Regions from separate parts of the Danio rerio genome. Here region 1 is linked to region 2. A link is a contact called in public Hi-C data. All regions are on one chromosome and are shown on one strand. The core of a region is the stretch at or near the end of the contact, and the rest is flanking DNA. Distances in the headings are between cores, read along the strand shown. Region 1 holds the start of igfbp1a (insulin-like growth factor binding protein 1a). Region 2 holds the start of si:ch211-191a24.4.

Region 1 (5,399 bases), core at 549-3,048, 280 kb after region 2:
ATATCTGTCTGTCTGTCTGTCTGTCTGTCTACTATGGTTTTGAAGTTGAAAACCAAAATGTTTATAATAATTATAATTACCGTTTACTTAACATAATTGTTCAATTTGTAATTGAACAGTTTGCAGTTTGTAATTGTTTAAAATTTTAATAAACAACAAAAACACTTATTATCAGTAATAAAAATTAAATAACATTAATATTGATTTTTATTTTAAATGTAACAGTTTACACTATTTATTACAACTACTATTACTATTACTACTACTACTACTACCAATAATAATAATAATAATAATAATAATAATAATAATAATAATAAATACTACTACTACTACTACTACAATAAGTAAAATAACTATTAATGTCTCTTAAATTTGCATCTCTTAAAATCATGCATCTTAATTTTACTGTTTCTTTCTTTGCCTCATGTACAGCTTAAGAAATTTCAGTAACCTTATACCGTCCTCTTGTGGCCATATGTGGAACATGGGGTCTCATTTAAACTAAACCTTTACACATTTCTTTAGGATGTCTATAGATAAGCCGAGGTGCCTGGAGGAGCTCACCTGTTCCACCAGTTTCTTGCGTATCGCGTTGACTTTGGCCTTCATGCTCTCTTTATTAGTGATGATCCGCGGGTCGAAGGGCTTTCCGTGCCCGGTCACGAACACGGTGGAGCTGCCTTCATTGACTGCCGTCGGCCCGTTATGAGACTCCGGATGATCTGAAAGAAGAAAAGGAGAGGTGAGAAATGTTGGCGGGATTAGTCACTCCTAATCAGCCTACTGAAAGGCGTAAATAAAAGCAATCGCTATCTTAACTTTTGAATTGCTTATTCAGATTTGAATAAAAAAACTTATTTAGTAATTGTGAAATTTTTAGGTATATTTTACATGTCCAAAATGTAAATAAATAAATGAAGCAAAATAAAAAGCGAGTTTAATTTGAGCAGTAAATTCAATATACATTTTGTCATTTATAGTTTAGTTAAATTCCCATTTTTTACATTTATTTATTTTTAACTTTATGTTATAAATTTATAATACACACCACAAATTGTAAACACATTTGTGTGATGTGTATTACAAATTTATTTAAAAAAAAAAATAAATAAAATAAATTACAAGACACAGCTCAAATTTCTTATCATTTTGCATAATTGTAAATGTTTTTTTTTTTTTTTGTAAAAGCTGAAGTTCCTCAATATCTGATACTGGTTCAACTGGTTTGTAATGCTGATGAAATCTCATCAGTGGTTGAATCAGCGAGAGGACTCGTCAGGCTGCAGTTATTGAACACACAGTTACAGTCTAATATACTGATAAACCTGTACCTGGTGCTGTCTCGCTTTGGCTGTGGTTAGGCTCGGGGCTCTCGGTGCACACCGCTTGTCCCCGGGTGAGCGCGTGCAGGGGTCGGGCTTCTCCCGGTTTCGGCAAGCAGCGCAGCCCGGAGCCGCAGGGCGCAGTGTAGATCCCGCACGGGTCACCTCTCTTCAACGCACAGGCGAGGCAGCAGCCGCAGCCCGGCTCTCGAAGCACCTCCTCACAGCCGGCATCCACCGCCGGACACTCGGCAAGCCGCTCCGGGGAGCACGGAGCGCAGCGGATCGGTTCCTGCCCGACCACTGGAGAAGCCCGGAGCCCCGGCGCGGCGAGGAGTGCGCTGAATGCTGCCACCCAGAAGAAGTTCAGAAGCAGTCTGTTCATCCCAAAGCACGGCTCAGAATAAATAGATAAATAAATAAATGAAGTGAAACGTGGAGTTCCTCACTGTCTTTGCGCTCTCCAAAACGACTAGCTCTCTCCGGGTCGCCTCGCGGTATTTATACGCACACTGGGTCCCGCTGACACGCTCGTGTTTGACGCATTGGCAGTATCAATGATTTCTTAAATGATCCCCCTCTGCTCCGATTGGCTGCCGGGGATCCAGTCTTCTTGTTCTTTGAACACAGTGCGTAATATGCGTCACTGTTTGTATCGGAACATAATGTGTACAAGCGTGAAAAGCGTGTGTTTACTACCCGACAAGTACCTAATCTGAAACGACAATAATAAGGTGTCTTTTGTATAGGTTCATCCCAGCATGTTGGGTAGGCATTTGGATGAATATGCAATTATTCGCTTGAAAATGAACGTAAATCAAACTTAAGCATGCTTTTTATGTGCAATAACAGTCTGAGCTAAGTGTTTTATTTTCTATGAAATATACTTCCACTGTGCATGTAAGCTAAATATTTGATGTTGTTAAATACATATCTTATTGTTGTGGGAATATTAACAAGTATTAAATAATATAATTTGCAACACGAAACCTTATTTAACTATAACAAATATTTAATTTACAACATTTCTAGTAAAATTAAATATTATTACTGCATTGGTATTCATTATAATGCTAAAGAATCAGCAGAGAATTAAGAATAAGAGTTCATGGGCTTAGCACAAGCATTAGGCTACTAATGAATTCGAACTCTGCTGAACTATATTCCGCAACTTTATTCTGGATCACTTATTTGCCACAACAATAACAAAAAGACTAAAAGTGGGCCTGTTTGTGGCTCCCTCCCAATCTCATTTTCCATGAGGTTTTTCATAGGTTCAAGAACATCCCATTCAGGTTCATGTTGTGAGTCTACTGAAGCCAGCTAATGCAATTTGTGATTTACTTCAGAACGCGGCACACAAAGCTCCTCATTCATTAAGTTCCCCCTCGAAAACTGTTATACAAGCATTTTGCGAAGCCAAATTGTCGCGTCCTGGTCCTTGGTCTGGCATTCATTTGACGCGTTTTTTTTTGTATTTTTTTTCGTCTGTAATGAGGTGAGAGACACAACGCGCGCGCTCTGTGGCACCGCGTGCACTCGCCCTGTGGTACGTGACCTCACTCAGGTCAGGACGGCACCCCGTTTTGGAAAGCTCGAGCTACCACTATTGTCACAGCCCCTCTCTTGGGATAATAATAGACGCGCGGGAAAAACGACATGTCCACTGACACGTCTCCTCTCCACGCGCGTCGCGAGGCCTTTTGTCGTGGCCGCGCGGAGGAGTTTATGAATGGGCCACAGGATGTGACACTCCGCTGGGGAAGGGCGCTTTAATAATGTGTCAACCGCTGGGCTTTCGAATGTCTCCGAGGGGAGACCACATGATCCACGCAATTGTCTGACAGTGTTGCATCATTTTTTTTTTCTTCAGCGCGTGGAGAGTTTCTCTGCGCGTCACGTGATCAGGTTGTCCGTTCGCGCGCGTGTGGGAACGCGAGTATCTGCTGACGGAGATAAAGCGGCACGCGCGTCATACCGGTAACTGTAGCCTCTCTGTTCCCCTTTGTCAAAACCTCTAGGCAAGAATACCATGAACACCTTGCATCTGAGGATTTATCCTTTACCGTTAACCTTGTCAGACAGTGCAGACAAATGTGACAGTTACAGTTCATACAATAAATTAAAATGTGTATGTCTTTCAACACTAATGACACTGATGAATGTTTTAGTAATACCCATGCTCATATTACCCATAACTCTTTCTTTTTTATATAGCCTTAACCCTCTTTTTTTCTTTTAAGCATGCAGGCGTTTTTCATGCAGACGGTTACTGTAATGTCTGCAGTGATAAAACTGAACTCAACGGTCAGACACTGATTTGGAAGCGTTTTATCACCGACAGACAGAAGGACCTGTTGTCCTTAAGCTGCAGAGGAACGTTAGAGCATATTTATCTATTAGAGTGACCAATATTGCTCATCATGCAACGCATTTTGATATATTCAGAGCTTGAAAAATGTCCAAACGTATAGGAAAATGCTTCACATCTACTTAAAGTATTATTTAAAATATATGTTTCAAGTATAAACACGAATACTTAAAGAGCAACATGGTAAAGTACTATTAAATATATATTTCTATAATATTTTATATTATTATTATATATTATAGTATTAACGCGAGGAACATAGTAATGTGCGTAACCCTTTAACTGCCCCAGCAACAAAACATTATTTATTTTATTTTTTTATTTTGGCACTCAACACATCCCATAATTTCTAAAATATCAACCATTTAGTAGAGGTTAATATGTCGGTTTATGGTAAAAAATACCAGAATTAATACATATGAAAAATGTGAGAACAGTTTATTTTAAAATAATCTATAAAAAACATTTTTGAATACTAAATCATCTTTGTTTTTGAAGTATGCATTCAGATTTTCATTTAACATGTTTTCTTGTTTTTTTACAAAAAAAAAATTTAAATCAAGTGTAGTAGTGCAACAGGATTATGTTTGTTTGATTTTCTTGTAAACCAACAGTGTTGCATGTGTAATGCATTATTTAAAACAGTCATTCCTTTAAGGACTTTAACAGTCATTATATAAAACGAGTCAAAATATGGTCAACCATTTGGTAGAGCAGGCAGATAAAGAGTTAAAGTATTATTAAATATATATTTCAAGTATAAACATGAATATTTAAAGAGGAACATGGTAGTGTACTTAAAGTATTATTAAATATATATTTCAAGTATTAACATGAGGAACATAATATGCTTAACCCTTTAACTGCCCCATGCAGCAACAAAACATTTTTTTTTTTTTTTTATTTTGGCACTCAGCACATCCCATAATTTCTAAAATATCAACCATCTAGTAGAGGTTAATATGTTGGTTTATGGTAAAAGTACCAGAATTAATACATACACTATGAAAAAATGTGAAACAGTTTATTTTAAAATAATCTTAATAAACCATTTTTGAAAACTAAATCATCTTTATTTTTTTGAAGAATGCCATAAAATATTTCAGATTTTCATTAAACATGTTTTTTGTTTTGTTTCTCTACAAAAAAAAAATTAAATCAAGTGTAGTAGTGCAACAGGATTATGTTTGTTTGATTTTCTTGTAAACCAACAGTGCTGCGTGTGTAAAGCATTATTTAAAACATTCATTCCTTTAAGGACTTTAACAGTCACTATATAAAACGAGTCAAAATATGGTCAACCAATTGGTAGAGCAGGCAGATAAAGAGTTAAAGTACTATTAAATATATATTTCAAGTATAAACATGAGCAACGTAGTACTTAACCCTTTAACGGCCCCAGCAACAAAACATTTTTTTTTTTTTTTTGGCACTCAACACATCCCATAAATTCTAAAATATCAACCATCTAGTAGAGGTTAATATGTTGGTTTATGGTAAAAGTACCAGAATTAATACATATACTATAAAAAATGTGAGAACAGTTTATTTTAAAATAATCTTAATAAACCAGTTTTGAATACTAAATCATCTTTATTTTTTCAAGAATGCCATACAATATTTCAGATTCTCATTTAACATGTTTTCTTATTTTGTTTCTTTACAAAAAAAATTAAAAATTTAAATCAAGTGTAGTAGTGCAA
Region 2 (4,883 bases), core at 2,304-4,803:
AGAGAGAGAGAGAGAGAGAGAGAGAGAGAGAGAGAGAGAGATTTAATTTTATTGCCATTTCAGCTTCTATGGCTATGTCATGGCAAAAATACAATACATCAAGTTTATCACATTTTATAAATACCAATTTTTTTATAATTATAAATATATTCTAACAATTAAAAGTAATCAACAGCAATAAATAATGTCCACGGTAAAATAAATAAATAACAATAATGATAATATATAAGATAAAAATCTAAAACAGTTTATTAAGGTTTCCTTTTGATAAAAGTTGTACAATTTAGATGGGTTTTTTTGTGTTCATCTAAAATCAGATGGTCAATCAAGTTTGGAACAAGTGAAGGATGAGTAAAAGAGAACAACATTTTCTGTTTTGGACGAAACAATTGCTTTAATAAGTAATAAGTAAAGTAAATCTTACTCACACTTGGTCACGATGCCTTCCACACACACAAGGTTTCCCAGAAAGCGAGCACTCAGAGTACGAGGAGACACATGTTTGTTCCCAAAACTGCCCTCGAAACCAACATGAAACTCCTCAAACTGCTTAGCATAAGTGGCATCTATTGAAGCCACGAGATCCTTCAGGGCTTTCTGAAACGCCACCAGCTCAGCGAAAGCATTCTTCAGTAATCTATTAAAAAGAGACACTTAATCAGATCAATAAAGATTCAAGGATATACACTCAAAATTACATTTGCCGCTTCCACTACTTATTTAAAATAAGCTGAAACAACACAATTCAAGCTTTTTTGGGGGAAACCTAACAGTTTTATGTTAAATCAATATCCATTTGTAAAAACTAATAGGTTAACTTATTTTCTTCGAGATGTTTTAACACAAATTGATTGTGTGAAATCCAGCATTTTTTACAGTGTATGGGAGAATGGGGGCAACATGGGGCAGTTACAACAAGACTTATTTCTCCATTAAGGAATGAGCTATGGAGGGATGATATTCATACTACATATTGTCAGTTGGATCCTTCTTCCATCCAAGAGAAATCAGCCATATGTGACCATTTCTTCAGTCTAAAACTCATTTTAGGTATTTAAAAAAAAAAAAAAAAAAAAAAAATAGTTTTTTGTAATGATCAGAAAATTTCTCATACAGCCCAATCTGTTTTTGTGAAACATTATTCATTTGTATAATTTAAATCACTGTTTTCATAGCTTTAAATAGGTATAGCTATCAAGCGTTTGTAACAAGCTATTGTATCTCTCTAGCATGGAATGTTTAATCAAGGTTGACAGAGTTGCTGAACATGCTTCTGTAACTGTCCCCAATTGTTATAAAATTCATTTGAAAGCTTGCCATATTAACAAATGTACAATTTTATTGATCACAGTTTTAATATAATTTGAAAAAAATATTTGATTAATTAATTCATGTCAACATTCTTAGTAGTAGTTTGGTAAAGGTTCAATCTTTCAGTAAAAAAAAAAAAAAAAAAAAAAGTTCAGTTTTTTTAGGCCTTATAATTGGATGTTGCTCGTTTTTTTTTTTTTTTTTTTTTAAGGTTTTGTATTTATATGGCCAACACATTTAATAATTTAACCAATTTTCATTTAGTGGGTTTACCAAAAAATAAAATCCAACTCGAGGTTTTAGATTTTTTTTAAATTATAATTTGAATGAATGTTGCAATTGTCCCTTTCTTTAAGTAATAAATGAAGAATTTATTAACATATCTACACATATTATAGCAATATGGGTGCCTGTCCAACAGAAGTGAGTTTATTGTTTTAAAATTTTGGGGTTCCACAAAAAAAAAATAAAATTGTCTTCGAGAAACTGAAAGAATTGCAAAAAGTGTTGCAACTGTCCCCACTCTCCTCTACAGAGAATTTTCATCACACATCATCAGTCAGCCATATTGGAAACACAGAACGTAAACAATGTGACTGAACTGACTGAGAATCATATTATTTGCTTACTACTGCTGAAAATGATCAATTGTTTTGGGCTTTGCTATTAGATTGTATTAGAATACTGAAAGCCATGTAAAGTCAAGCAGAAGAGAGAAAAAAAAGCTGTCTGAAGAACAAAAAGTGTTTGTGGTTGACCAAACTAATTCACGATTTCCATGGCAAGAATCTTGATAACGTTCATGTTTGTTCTTATAATTTATGCTCAAGCGAGTGTAACATTAGGCTAATCTGGTCAAATGTATCCTTTACCACATGTTAAATCAAAATGCTACACCATATTCTGCTTTAGTAAGTGATTTAGCAGCTTCCATGTTTTTTTTTTTTTTTTTTGTATATTTTAGACAGCAGAGCAACATATAGTACATCAACCATGCTGTTTACACCAGAGTTTCACATGTATCTGGCCACATGTTTGTTACTGACCAAATCCCGAAGAGCAAACAACGTTAAAGAAAAAATCTAAAATTGTCAAAAAAGCAAAATATGAAACAAAATAGACAACTTTTAATCAAATTAATCACTTACTCTTTAGCTCTTTTTTCACTTTTTCTTCTCAGATCATTAATGTTGACAATGAGACGACACTGTCCATCAGACACCATACTCCTGACCTTTTCATGGTAGATGCCCTGATCTTGCTGTAAATTACAATAAAAAAAGATTTAGTTTGACAGACAAAAAACAAAGTTTATACAGTTCAAAATGCCCACAAGTCAAACACATAAAGATTATTCAAATTATTCACATCATCATCCAGAAAGTCCAGATATTCCCTCTGTGACTCTCTCAGCTCGAGGTCCTCTAACCCAGTATCCATTTCTCCTACACGCGCATCAGCATGTGCATTACAATATTTTAAAATAACATTCACAGTTCAACAAAAATCAAATGCACAAACATGAAGCAACCAAACCAAGCTGGTGCAACAGGCCTGACAATCAATTATGTTAATTAGGCTCATTAACTTGAGCATGTGATTATCCAACTGATTTGAATAGAGCTACCCCTATTTCGAACCATGCTTTCATTATGGTAAAAAATATAACAGATAACCATGTGTAGCCTATATCACGTTTTTACTGTAAATACAATGGTTAAACTGTGGTTAGTGTAGCAAAATCATGAATAATTCGTAATTATCATGTTTGTTTGTTTTTTTTTTTTACAAGTAACCATGTTTTATTTGTGTAATGGTAGCTGGACCCTATTAGCAAAATAGATTCTCCTGAACGCTTCTTAAAATGCTCGAGTCAAAAGGACAATGAATGCGCTAGACCCCCTTTGAATTATTCCATTCTTTTATACTGTATTTGAAGCTCTTACAGTGCTCTTCAGTTATTTTACTCCGAGCTGCTTGATACTGTTGACACTCACACATACTGTAGTTGCATAATACGCACATAAATTAGTTCATTTTCGTTTGTTACGACATTCCAGGACGAAGCCTCAGGCTACGGCTCATATGGTTTTATAAAATATTCATTCACGTTTTGGACGAATCTTCCTTTGCTCGGTTCTCTGCAAACAAACTCCTGAAGTGTCTGAAGGCGTTCCTCTTCGGTGACTGACTTTACCATTCAGCAAATAGGATTTGAGTGCGCGCTGTGAAGGCGTGTTTCATTGGTTAGACCTGAACGATTACGCCCCTCTCTATATGTAGTTCCTCAAGCTGGAGAAAAACTGCTTGTTCAGCTCTTATCTGGTAATATATCTAATGTCTGAATCCAATATTTTACATACTAATCAGTTAAGTAAGGGAGCGGGGCACAAAGTAACACTTTTTGGCTTTGGTCAAATAATAAACAAAGGTTTGGGGTTAAACAAACCATTTGTTTTTTTACCAACAAAACACAAGCCTCTCCTACAAATGAGCTCTGGTTGTATAATCGCCGGACTATTGTTTCTTTGCAGTGTTGCCAAAAGTGCCAGGAGTAAAAATGTTACTATTTACCTCACTTCAAGTTGTAACAGACAGGGTTAGTTGTAACACATGCTTAAAAAAAGGCAGATTACACACAGTTTATTTAAAAATTTAAAGTTTACTTTAAATAGTAGCTATATTTTCTCAGTACCTAGCTCAATTTATTTTTTATTCTACACAGCACAGTATGTTTTCCAGAGATGGGTTGCGGCTGGAAGGGCATCCGCTGCGTAAAAACTTGCTGGATAAGTTGGCGGTTCACTCTGCTGTGGCGACCCTGGATTAATAAAGGAACTAAGCAGTCAAGAAAATGAATGAATAGCACGGTATATTTATTTATTTATTGGATAAACACATTTGGATTATACAATGCATTTATTTGTATTATTAGCAGTAAAATATTTTTTGTCTATCAAAAAAAAAAAAATTTCATTTCATTTAAATAGTTCTCAACATTACACTCAAAATTATATATATATATATATATATATATATATATATATATATATATATATATATATATATATATATATATATATATATATATATATATATATATATAGTGTTAGTTTGATTGGTGTCCAACAGTGCGTGGCTTAATTGTAACACTAACTAACTAACCGCGCGGTGTCGTGTTTTCTTCAAAACTGGCTAGCAGTCACTTTGTGTTTTACATCTTTCAAAATGGTTTCATATTTTAGCCTAGAAGATGGTAGTCACAACAATATATTTAAAAAATATTGACTATAATAAAAAATTATTTTAGGTTGCAAAAATGGTTTCTCCGTGTTCTCATCCAAATTTCGCCAAACTTTTTCAATAATTGGCAAGAAGACATCTGCCGACACTGTGGTGAAAACCTCGCAGTCATGCCATGGTTAACCCTGAGCAAGTATACCTTAAATCTCGGTGTTACATTTAACCTCGCGTTACTTTGTGCCTCGCACTCCCCTACCAATGGTTTGAAAATTATAGACAATAAATTTAATCACTTTTACATCAAAAATGTTATGCAGAACCACATTGTT

Evidence for each region. A called contact is a pair of places that touch in the nucleus more often than the background predicts.
Region 1: a contact with region 2 is called in a Hi-C map of hematopoietic stem cells, with 3 times the contacts expected there. The contact joins the promoter of igfbp1a here to the promoter of si:ch211-191a24.4 in region 2. A contact is called at or near these places in 5 of 18 Hi-C or Micro-C datasets (caudal fin, embryo, hematopoietic stem cells and 1 more).

What each region holds. Positions count from the first base shown.
Region 1 is chr20:6,968,194-6,973,592 of GRCz12tu, forward strand. igfbp1a (insulin-like growth factor binding protein 1a) reads right to left here and starts at 1,799. Exons shown (of 4, transcript NM_173283.4): 1 at 1,335-1,799; 2 at 568-725. The coding sequence starts at 1,710. All of the region lies in intron 1 of dsg2.2 (desmoglein 2, tandem duplicate 2), which reads left to right.
Region 2 is chr20:6,685,132-6,690,014 of GRCz12tu, forward strand. It overlaps si:ch211-191a24.4, which reads left to right and starts at 3,554. Exons shown (of 4, transcript NM_001277124.1): 1 at 3,554-3,636. It overlaps mcm3l (MCM3 minichromosome maintenance deficient 3 (S. cerevisiae), like), which reads right to left and starts at 2,870. Exons shown (of 17, transcript NM_001171068.1): 1 at 2,680-2,870; 2 at 2,460-2,572; 3 at 429-637. The coding sequence starts at 2,751.